Linked DNA regions of Mus musculus: region 1 is linked to region 2. The links are chromatin contacts, called in public promoter capture Hi-C maps. All regions are on one chromosome and are shown on one strand. The core of a region is the stretch at or near the end of the contact, and the rest is flanking DNA. Distances in the headings are between cores, read along the strand shown. Region 1 holds the start of Mrpl53 (mitochondrial ribosomal protein L53). Region 2 overlaps M1ap (meiosis 1 associated protein).

Region 1 (4,405 bases), core at 150-2,649, 95 kb after region 2:
GGGGAGGCAGAAGTGTCTGGTGGCCACATTGTACCTGGACATCTAGCCTGCAGGGGGCGCTGCAGCTCAAGCAAGACTTCGGAGTGGTCAGGGAGGTTCTGGAACAAGAGCAGTGGGGCCTGTCGCAGGAGCTTCGCCAGACTCTGCTCTCACTCAGCATCTTCCAGCAGCTAGATGGGGCCCTGCTGTGTCTCCTGCAGCAACCCCTGCCCAAGAATCCAGTCCACAGAAGACCTCCCCGTTGCTGTGAGTTATCACCACTCCTCAACCCCAGGCTTTTCTAAGCCCTTCCAGGGGTGCTTTCGAACACCCACACCCAATCTCACCATTGCTTTGGCGTCAGCATTCCCCACCAACCTGCCGTCCACTCCTGCCTTCCCAGGTCTCTGTTATGAGGTCCAGACCACTGAACTGCCCACCAGCAGCCTCAACAGCCTGGAAAACTTGGCACCCCCTCTTCGTCTTGGAGTCTCCCCTGCCCAGAACACTCACCTGCTAAGCACCCTGGGGGGAGGAGGACGAGGAGGAGGGGGAGGGGGAGGACCAGGACCTAGTCCTGAGGCTTACCTGGTGGGAAACCAGCAAGCCTGGCTTGCCCTGAGGCTGCACCAACACCCACGTTGGCACCTGCCTTTTTTTTCTTGCCTGAGGACAAGTCCTGAACCCTAAGTTGACTAGGACCAGGGGTTGCAGATCATGCCCCAGACAAGGAACTGTATGCTAGAGAAGCTTAAACCTGGGTGCTTGATAAAACATGTTCATAAACTAGAGTCCAGAATTGAACCCCCAGATCATCCTAGGATCTGCAATCCAGAGTAATAGGCAAACTACAGCCTGAAATCTGGATGTCGGAAACAATGAAGACATCTTGGAGCTAAAACTAGAAGGGGTCTACAGGGCTAGCGCTCAGGAGACAGGCAAACCTTGCTTTCTCTCGAATCCCAGGAGCAAAGCGAAAACTGATTCATGAGGAAACACAGACAAAGCAGACATTTCTACACGTGGAGGGCAGTCTTACCCCTTCCCCGTCTCTGTTTCTAGTCATTAGGCTGTAGGGCCTGGACATTTAAGCCTTGGCTGTTGCTACAGGGGCAGGGCTTGCCTTCTGCTGGGTGGACAGTCCCCGCAGTGACATCCTTTCCAAGGAAGGAGCCAGGATGTGGGGTGGTGCTGACCTAGATCTCGCAGGCAGGACCCCGAGGGAGAGGGCTGAAGGACGTTTTCCTGCGAAGGGGATTTTGCACATTCACTGCTTATGCTGTGTGGCACAGAACACTGCTAATGGCTGAAGTATTCGCGGGTGGCCCCGGAGGTCAGCCGCGCGAAGTACCGCGGAGCCGCCGGAAGCGGTCCGTTCCAATAAACCGATCCCCAGTGCTACTCCTTCCGGGGTGGAGGTAACCATGGCGGCGGCTTTGGCTCGGCTCGGACTACGGCCGGTCAAGCTGGTTCGAGTTCAGTTCTGCCCGTTTGAGAAGAACGTGGAGTCCACGAGGTACGGGTTCTGGGGAGGTGGGAGGCGTCCGTGTTCCCCACGCGTGCGCGCGCACCCTCGTCCCGGCTCCCTGGTCCCCCGGACGCGCTCACGCTGCCCTCCGGCCGCAGGACCTTCCTCCAGACGGTGAGCAGCGAGAAAGTCCGCGCCACCAACCTCAACTGCTCTGTGATCGCCGACGTGAGGCACGACGGCTCTGAGCCCTGCGTGGACGTGTTGTTCGGTAAACCTGGTAGGGACGCGGGTGGGCGAGGGCAGATCGCCGCCATAGCCCTGCATAGTCAGGGTCCCTAACTCATCGGTTTGCATCTCCCCCAGGAGATGGGTATCGGCTGATTATGCGCGGTGCCCACCTCACCACTCAGGAAATGTTAAGTGCCTTGGCCTCCCACATCCGGGACAGGAACGCCGCGGCAGCATCTGCACCGGGCGCAGACAAGGTCGCCCCGGGTACGAGTACCCGCCGCTGATATGGCAGAAGAGTCCAACAACCAAATGTTAGCTTGAATCTAAAGACAGTGAGTGGTCTGAGAAGACCTGGGCTTTAATCACTCAAAATGCTGCATGGAGCTCATGATACGGAGCAAGAACACTAACAACAGGGCTTCTGGGGCAAGATAAGTAAGTTTGGGTGGTGAAGGGCCCCGACAAATTGGAATTTTTCTTTCTCAGTGTTTAACTTTATTTGGATCTGTCAACCAAGTACATTTTAATTAAATATTTATTGCCAAATGAATGCTATTTTTCTCAGGTTGTTTACTTGGATTTTGAGAGAGGGTCTTACCATGAGCTAACCTGAAACTTAGTAAGAAGACCAAGGTGGCCTAGAAATGTGAAAGCATTTTTCTGCTTCAGGCTCCTCAGTGCTGGGATTCTAGACAGCCACCACCCTCAGCCTACAGTACTCATCTTCCTTAGTAGTGTTGTCTACTCTTCATTCACTCTCATGGAACCACCCATTCTGTCATAATTTCAACTACTCAGGATTTAAACCCTACCTTTTTATTTGGTTCTAACCCCATCTTCTATGATTAGCTACTGCCAATTTCCCCCATATGCCACCAACATTCTTTCCTTCAAGTGGAACGGTCACTTGGCTCTTCTGACTTCCTGCTCAGCCTTCTAGGCTAGAAATGTAGTGTTTCCTCTCCTATCCCTTCCCTTTCTCCGTAGATCCAACCAGTCTGTCTGCACTGAGGGGAAAGAGAGGAGCCAGCCCCGTCTATTGGCACACACTATCCAGGCTACTCAGGAGGCCAGCCTGGTCTACTTATCGAGACCCTTCCATTCTCACTCATTTCCTGTACCACTTTTATTCTCCTGCCTGGTGTCATTTTCCCTTATCATTTTAGCTGCTATGAAATCTCATCCTTCACATGGGTAATAATGGCTTACTTCCCACAGTCCGGAAATAGTTTTTGGTTAACATCCATTAATGTGACCATGAAGTCATTTTAGAGGATCAAATGGCATAAAAAGTTATCCATTCGAGGCCAGAGGAGTAGCTTAGTGTTTAAGAGCACTAGCTACTCTTCCAGATGACCAGGGTTCAATCTCCAGTACTCACATAGCAGTTCACAACTGTAACTCCAGTTCTAGGGCATCTGACACCCTCTCACAGACATGCATGTAGGCAAGACACCAATGAATGCACATTAAAAATCAGAAAAAAAAGTCGTACAAAAAAAGTTATCCATGCATGCCATGTGTTATTTTTTTTTTAACTTTTAGTTTTTATACCTCTACCTCCCTTCCAACCTTTCTTCACCCTAATCCCTTCTGACACCCCAGCATTATGTAGGAGAGAAGATTAGAGGGGGAGGGGATATAGACCTCTATAGGCTACTTCCTGCTGATTAGGGTCCTTGGGTTCCTTGGGGCAAGTCCAGTCTTCATCATCAGAATATCCAGCAAATGCAGCCGCAGCAAGAGGGATCAGCAGCTGCAGCAGGCCCTCTCCAGAGTCCCCAGAATTAATCTCTCTGCAGCAGGTAAAAATCACACCCCTGCTAGTGCACAAGGCAGTTCATAATCACCGGCTGGGACACAGCTTCTTACCCCACACCTGGCACTAAAACATAACTGAATTTCTAAAGAAACCAACATTCTTACTACAGCCACAAGAGTATTCTTTTAAGAAGTTTTAGTTTTGAATAAATGACTGTATATTTTATAAATAAAGACACTCTAGCATATGTGTGTGTGTGTGTACACTGGGTTACGGTATCATTGTTTTCTTTTTGTGTATGTATATGTATGTAGGTGCACATGCCTGTGTTTGCAAATGTGGAAGCCAAAGGTTGTGTATTTTCCTTTACCATGTTCCATCTGTTTTGGATTTTTGTTATTGTTTTGTTTTGTCTTGTTTCCAGATAAAATGTCTCACTGAACCTGACCTTACTCTTTTCAGCTAGCCTAGCCAGCAAGCACCCAGAATCCCCTATCTCCATCCCCCAAGTGCTGTGGTTACAGGCATATATTACCCCACCTAGCCAGCAAGCACCCAGAATCCCCTATCTCCTTACCCCAGTGCTGCGGATGCGCCCTGGCCTTTTATGTGAGCATGCTGGATCCCAAGTCAGTTCATGCTTTCCCAGCAAGTGCTCAAATCACTGGGCCACCTTCCCAGCCCCTTTGTTTCTCACCTTGAATTACAAGAAGAGAGAAAAAAAAAAAAAAAAAAAAAAAAAAAAAAAAAAAAAAAGCCCACAGCCACTGCCAGAGAACTTAAGAATGCCCAGCTAAGAATAGCTATGTAGTTTACCAGATAACTCGGGCCCCACTCCCCAGCAATACTGTAATTCTTCCCTGCCTAAATGAGTAGTAGAGGCTCTCTCGCTGCCATCCTTTAAGAAAGACATCTCCCTGAAGGCCTGGGGTGTGTGCTGCAGGATATTTGGCCATTCTGTG
Region 2 (4,301 bases), core at 433-2,932:
TGAAGTTTCTCGTGCCTACACCCACTCATTTAATGAGCCTCACCTGCCTGAGAGATCTGTCCATCAGCGTCATTACCTGGATCCTTACTGTGCTAATCCAGCCCTGTTTTACTTGTGCTTTAATACTGCACTCCTTCGCGAGCTGGAGCTGGGATGCTCTCAGTCTCTCCCCTTCTCAGCCTGGCTTAAGCATGGCAGTAAGTCTGCCATCTACAGCTTCAAAATACTGTGTGTCTTCGGCAGTTCAGTGATAGGGAACTTGCCTGGTGTGTGCATGAAGCCGTAGGTTTGATCTCTAGCAACACACACACACACACACACACACACACACACACACCTATATTTGAATACAGACACACAGTCTATATTCAAGGCTTACCATTATTCTCTTCACATACCGTACCATACCCTACAACCAAATGAGTGGGAAGCATTAGCTTCCCCTCTGTTCATGCTGTCTCTTCTCTTCTCTCCATGTGTTCAAATCCTGCCCTAACCTGAAAGACTCAGCTCAACGGTTTCCTTGGTGAGCCCTTCCCAAATGCCTTTTTTCATCAGACCTTGTATATTTTATTCCTACTTTAGAGAAAAGCATATTTCAAGTCATCATTTTTTTTAAAGTATATGTCCGATGATTTGACTTAAGGACTGAGATGTAAACTTAATTTATTCTAAAATCCAAAATGACACACTTGCCCTTTCCTGCTGTTTCTACCACTTCCCCACTCTCCCAGCCAAGTTCTCGGCTTTAGTTAAATTTTGGCTCAGAAAAGAAATTCCCCCTTAATTACCTCTATTTTTTAATGTGTGTGTGTGTGTGTGTGTGTGTGAGAGAGAGAGAGAGAGAGAGAGAGAGAGAGAGAGAGAGGGAGAGAGAGGGAGGGAGAGGGGGCGGGGGAGGGAGTATGGGAATGGGGGGGTGCGCAGAACACATAAAAGAGCATCAGATGTCCTCTCTCTCTCTCTCTCTCTCTTTCTCTCTCTCTCTCTCTCTCTCTCTTTTCCTTTGAGGAAGGATCTCTTCCTGAACCTGAAATTTGTGAATTCTAGACTAGGTTGGAAGGCAGAAACCATAGTCATGCCCCTGCCTCCATGTCCCTCAGAGTTAAGGACCCTTGTAGGGAAATCAGGCTTGTTGTGTGGGTGCTGGGATCCAAATGCCAGTCCTCAGACTGCATACAGGTGCTTTTGATTGCCGAGCCATCTCTCCTGGCCCTCTTACTTTGGAGTGGCTCAGGCAGTTTGCTAAAATATTCTGATAAAAATATCCCTCTTGCTCAAGAAAAGCCTGTGCTTTGGAACTTGATAGCCCTCAGTCTGCTCCTTTATTGCTTCCTGACTGTGAACTTCAGAAACATAATCACATCTCTAACTATGGTGTATTTGTGTGTTCAGAACCCTAACAAACACAGTGACCTCCTGCGGTCTAGTGCCTACAGGATGACATATTAAAAAACATTATTCAGTGACCCAAAAGAAATTTTTAACTAATTAATTTGTGTTTTCAAAAACACCAGAGAAGAGCCCTCTTATAACTACAATGGCATAGAAATGAATAGACTTTTCTCCTTCACTCAATAATTATCTGTAACCCAGAGATGCTGTCCCTAAGCCCTTTTACACACATGCGTGCACACACAGTCACTCTCACCACATCCTCTGGGCCTGTTCTTTGCCTTCCTCCTCCCACTCAGCCACAGAGTCTACACTGACTTAGCTTCTCTGACATAATTTGCAGCATTGTGAGGTCTTGTGTAAAATATTCAAGGCCAGCGCTAGCAAGGCTTCTGTGAGCGGTCAGCAGGAGAGAAAGAAAGGGAAGAGGCACATCTGAGACACGCTAGCAGCTCTTGTCTCTGTCACATCTAACCGAAACTATAAAAAGTGCCTTGCATATTTTTGAGTGCTTAGAACTACATGTGTAAACCTGGCACATATCTGGCGTGTGGTTTACACAGAGTTGTTGGCTACTACTTTTATAATTTCCATTTGTTTCCTCCTGTTTTCTTTTTTTCCTGTTTTGATTTTTTCAGACAGCGTCTACATAGTCTTGGCCTTCCTGTAATTGCTATATAGACCAGGCTGGCCTCGAACTCACAGTGATCCACCTGCTGCTGCTTCCTGAGCGCTGGGATTAAAGGCATGTCTCATCGTGCCTGGCTCTTATTGTTTCCTTTCAATATCATTACATTGTTTGTGTGTGTGTATGTGTGTCTGTGTGTGTGAGAACTCACTCACAAATGTAAAGATCAGAGGACAACTTACAGGAGTCAGTTCAAGCCTAATGACCAGAATTTGATCCCTGGGACCTCCACAGTGGAGAGAATCTATACTTGCAATCACTCCCACACCCCACCCACCCCCACCTCTCTCCTCTCTCTTTCACACACACACACATACACACAAACACACACAACTCACACAGACACACAAACACACTCACACATACACCCATACAAACAAACACATGCAGTTTTAAGCATTTAAGACTCTTTACGGTTAAGCCTTAATCGGTGCCTTTGTTTTTATTCTTTCTTTTGTCTTTTGGTTTTCAAACTTACAGTCCTACATGACTTTTTTTTTTTAACATAACAATATTTAGTAAAAGCCTCACCTTGTGAATAAGTGTATTATAGAGGCTTCAGTTGGTAGAGAGGGCTCGCCCTTCCCTGCACCAGGCAGATAGAGCACTCGGGTACCGTGCTGAGTCACAGCTGGGCAGCCATCCTGCTACAGCTCAGCCTATCTTCCAGAGCTTTCAGCGACAAGCCTGGTGTGCTGCGTGTCTCTCCTCACCCTAAAAGGTCTCAACCCTGATCATTTCCACCCAAGTCTCCTTAAACACTTAGCTTCTCTCACGAATTTCTGCCTCCAAATCCATTTAACTCTAGTATATCACAAATGTCCTAAGTGGAAAACTGGCTTGAGTCACACCCTACCCCACCAGCAGATCTCTGCCAAAAGATCTGCTTCCTTGTAAACATCTCTTAACAGATAGGAATCCTAGATTCTGAGCTCCACCACTATGACTACCACCATCCCCTCCCACTCAAAGTCAACGTATGCCCTCAGGGAAATGGAGCTAGCCTAATTCCTACCTCTCTCTGGATCTTTCTCCTCTAGAGACTATAATTGTACCATTAAATCTGTACTTCTTTGTCAGTATTCAAGGACCAGCTTTATACATTTCCCATTGTATTCTCTTCACATAACATAGATTCCACACTATCTAGCTTCTCTGACTGTCCTGGGAGGGAGAAGCGGTCTGAGGTGATCTCTAGATGCAGACGTAGTTGTTATCATGAGCTCTCATCCACCTTTGTCACCCGACTACACACACACAGCACAGTCTCTAATTCACCCCAGCCACTCCGTGTTTTCACTGCCAGGTTCATGAGCTTCCGCACAAGTCAGAGTATAGGTGAGTGTGTTTGATATTCCCTCTCCTCCACCTCTTCATTTGCAGCAGCTTTCTGGACAAGACACATGCTGCACTAATCAGATCCTAGCCATTGGTGTCAACCTATCAGGCTCCTCGGCTGTAAAAGTTACATAACCTTTCCATCTACACTTTGCACAATGCTTTAAGCCTTAGTCAAATGCAGTCAGAAGTGTACTTTCCATTCCCTGGTTTTTTGTTTTGTTTTGTTCTGTTCTGTTCTGTTCTGTTCTGAAATTTGCTCCATTTCTGTCTTCCTCAAAGTTTGTTTTATTTGGGTATCTGACTTTCATCAGAAAAGATTTACCCAGTCTTTCTGATCAATAGTATTCTCTGTCTTTATATTATATGATAACAGTTCTTGGAGACAAGAACAAACATCTCTCCATTCTACATAGGAAATTGATGACAGACCAAAGTAGAGACACCACTAAAGTCCAGTTTGGTGAATCAATGAGTTCTATTGGGATTCCTTAGGGGAATATGGGCAAGGGGTTACTTACAGGAACAGAAATGACTCAGAGACAGCTGCATTACCAAAAACCCACACCAGCATGGGCGACGGCTCACAAAGGCCTGAAACCAGGAACACAGTGCATAGCTGCAGGCAGCTGGACAAGAGTAGGCAGGGCAGAGTGTTCTTAACAGGTAACTGACTTGGTCTGTGTCTCCTCCAGGCAGCTTGCTTGTTCTGAGCCTCTTCTAAGCAGCTCTTCTCTCAGAAGTCCTTACAGCTTGTATGTTTGAGGGAAAGGGGCTAGTGAGTCTGGTCAGTTTCAGGGACTTCCTAAAAGCTTTGCTTTGTTTACTTCCTGAGCTTAAGGAACATCTCTGAAGGATGGAGTGTTTCATCTCCCTTAGA

The links. Promoter capture Hi-C pulls out the DNA fragments that hold promoters and counts their contacts.
Region 1: a contact with region 2 is called in a promoter capture Hi-C map of the SN4741 cell line, with 2.6 times the contacts expected there. The contact joins the promoter of Mrpl53 here to the enhancer-like site in region 2. A contact is called at or near these places in 21 of 39 promoter capture datasets (the 3T3-L1 cell line, the C10 cell line, the HPC-7 cell line and 15 more), 2 of 15 datasets of contacts at CTCF or cohesin (CD8 T cells and the NIH/3T3 cell line), 50 of 484 Hi-C or Micro-C datasets (the AtT-20 cell line, the Ba/F3 cell line, the C3H10T1/2 cell line and 35 more), 29 of 115 datasets of contacts at active chromatin or transcription factors (the 230-238 cell line, CD8 T cells, the HPC-7 cell line and 20 more) and 3 of 9 other capture datasets (adipose tissue, liver and pancreatic islet).

Annotation. Positions count from the first base shown.
Region 1 is chr6:83,107,709-83,112,113 of GRCm38.p6, forward strand. Mrpl53 (mitochondrial ribosomal protein L53) reads left to right here and starts at 1,400. Exons shown (of 3, transcript NM_026744.3): 1 at 1,400-1,495; 2 at 1,606-1,718; 3 at 1,814-2,224. The coding sequence starts at 1,404. The coding sequence ends at 1,965. Ccdc142 (coiled-coil domain containing 142) reads left to right here. Exons shown (of 9, transcript NM_001081266.1): 8 at 47-246; 9 at 383-1,413. The coding sequence ends at 669.
Region 2 is chr6:83,011,944-83,016,244 of GRCm38.p6, forward strand. All of the region lies in intron 7 of M1ap (meiosis 1 associated protein), which reads left to right. All of the region lies in intron 2 of Gm32644 (a long non-coding RNA gene), which reads right to left. Among named protein-coding and RNA genes, the nearest start is that of Gm32644, 8.4 kb to the right of the region's middle. Within about 2 kb of position 1,683, at least 156 of the 459 cell types and tissues checked have an H3K27ac peak or open chromatin away from gene starts, as enhancers often do. A contact at or near this core is called in the 230-238 cell line, the AtT-20 cell line, the Ba/F3 cell line and 28 more, where this site is marked.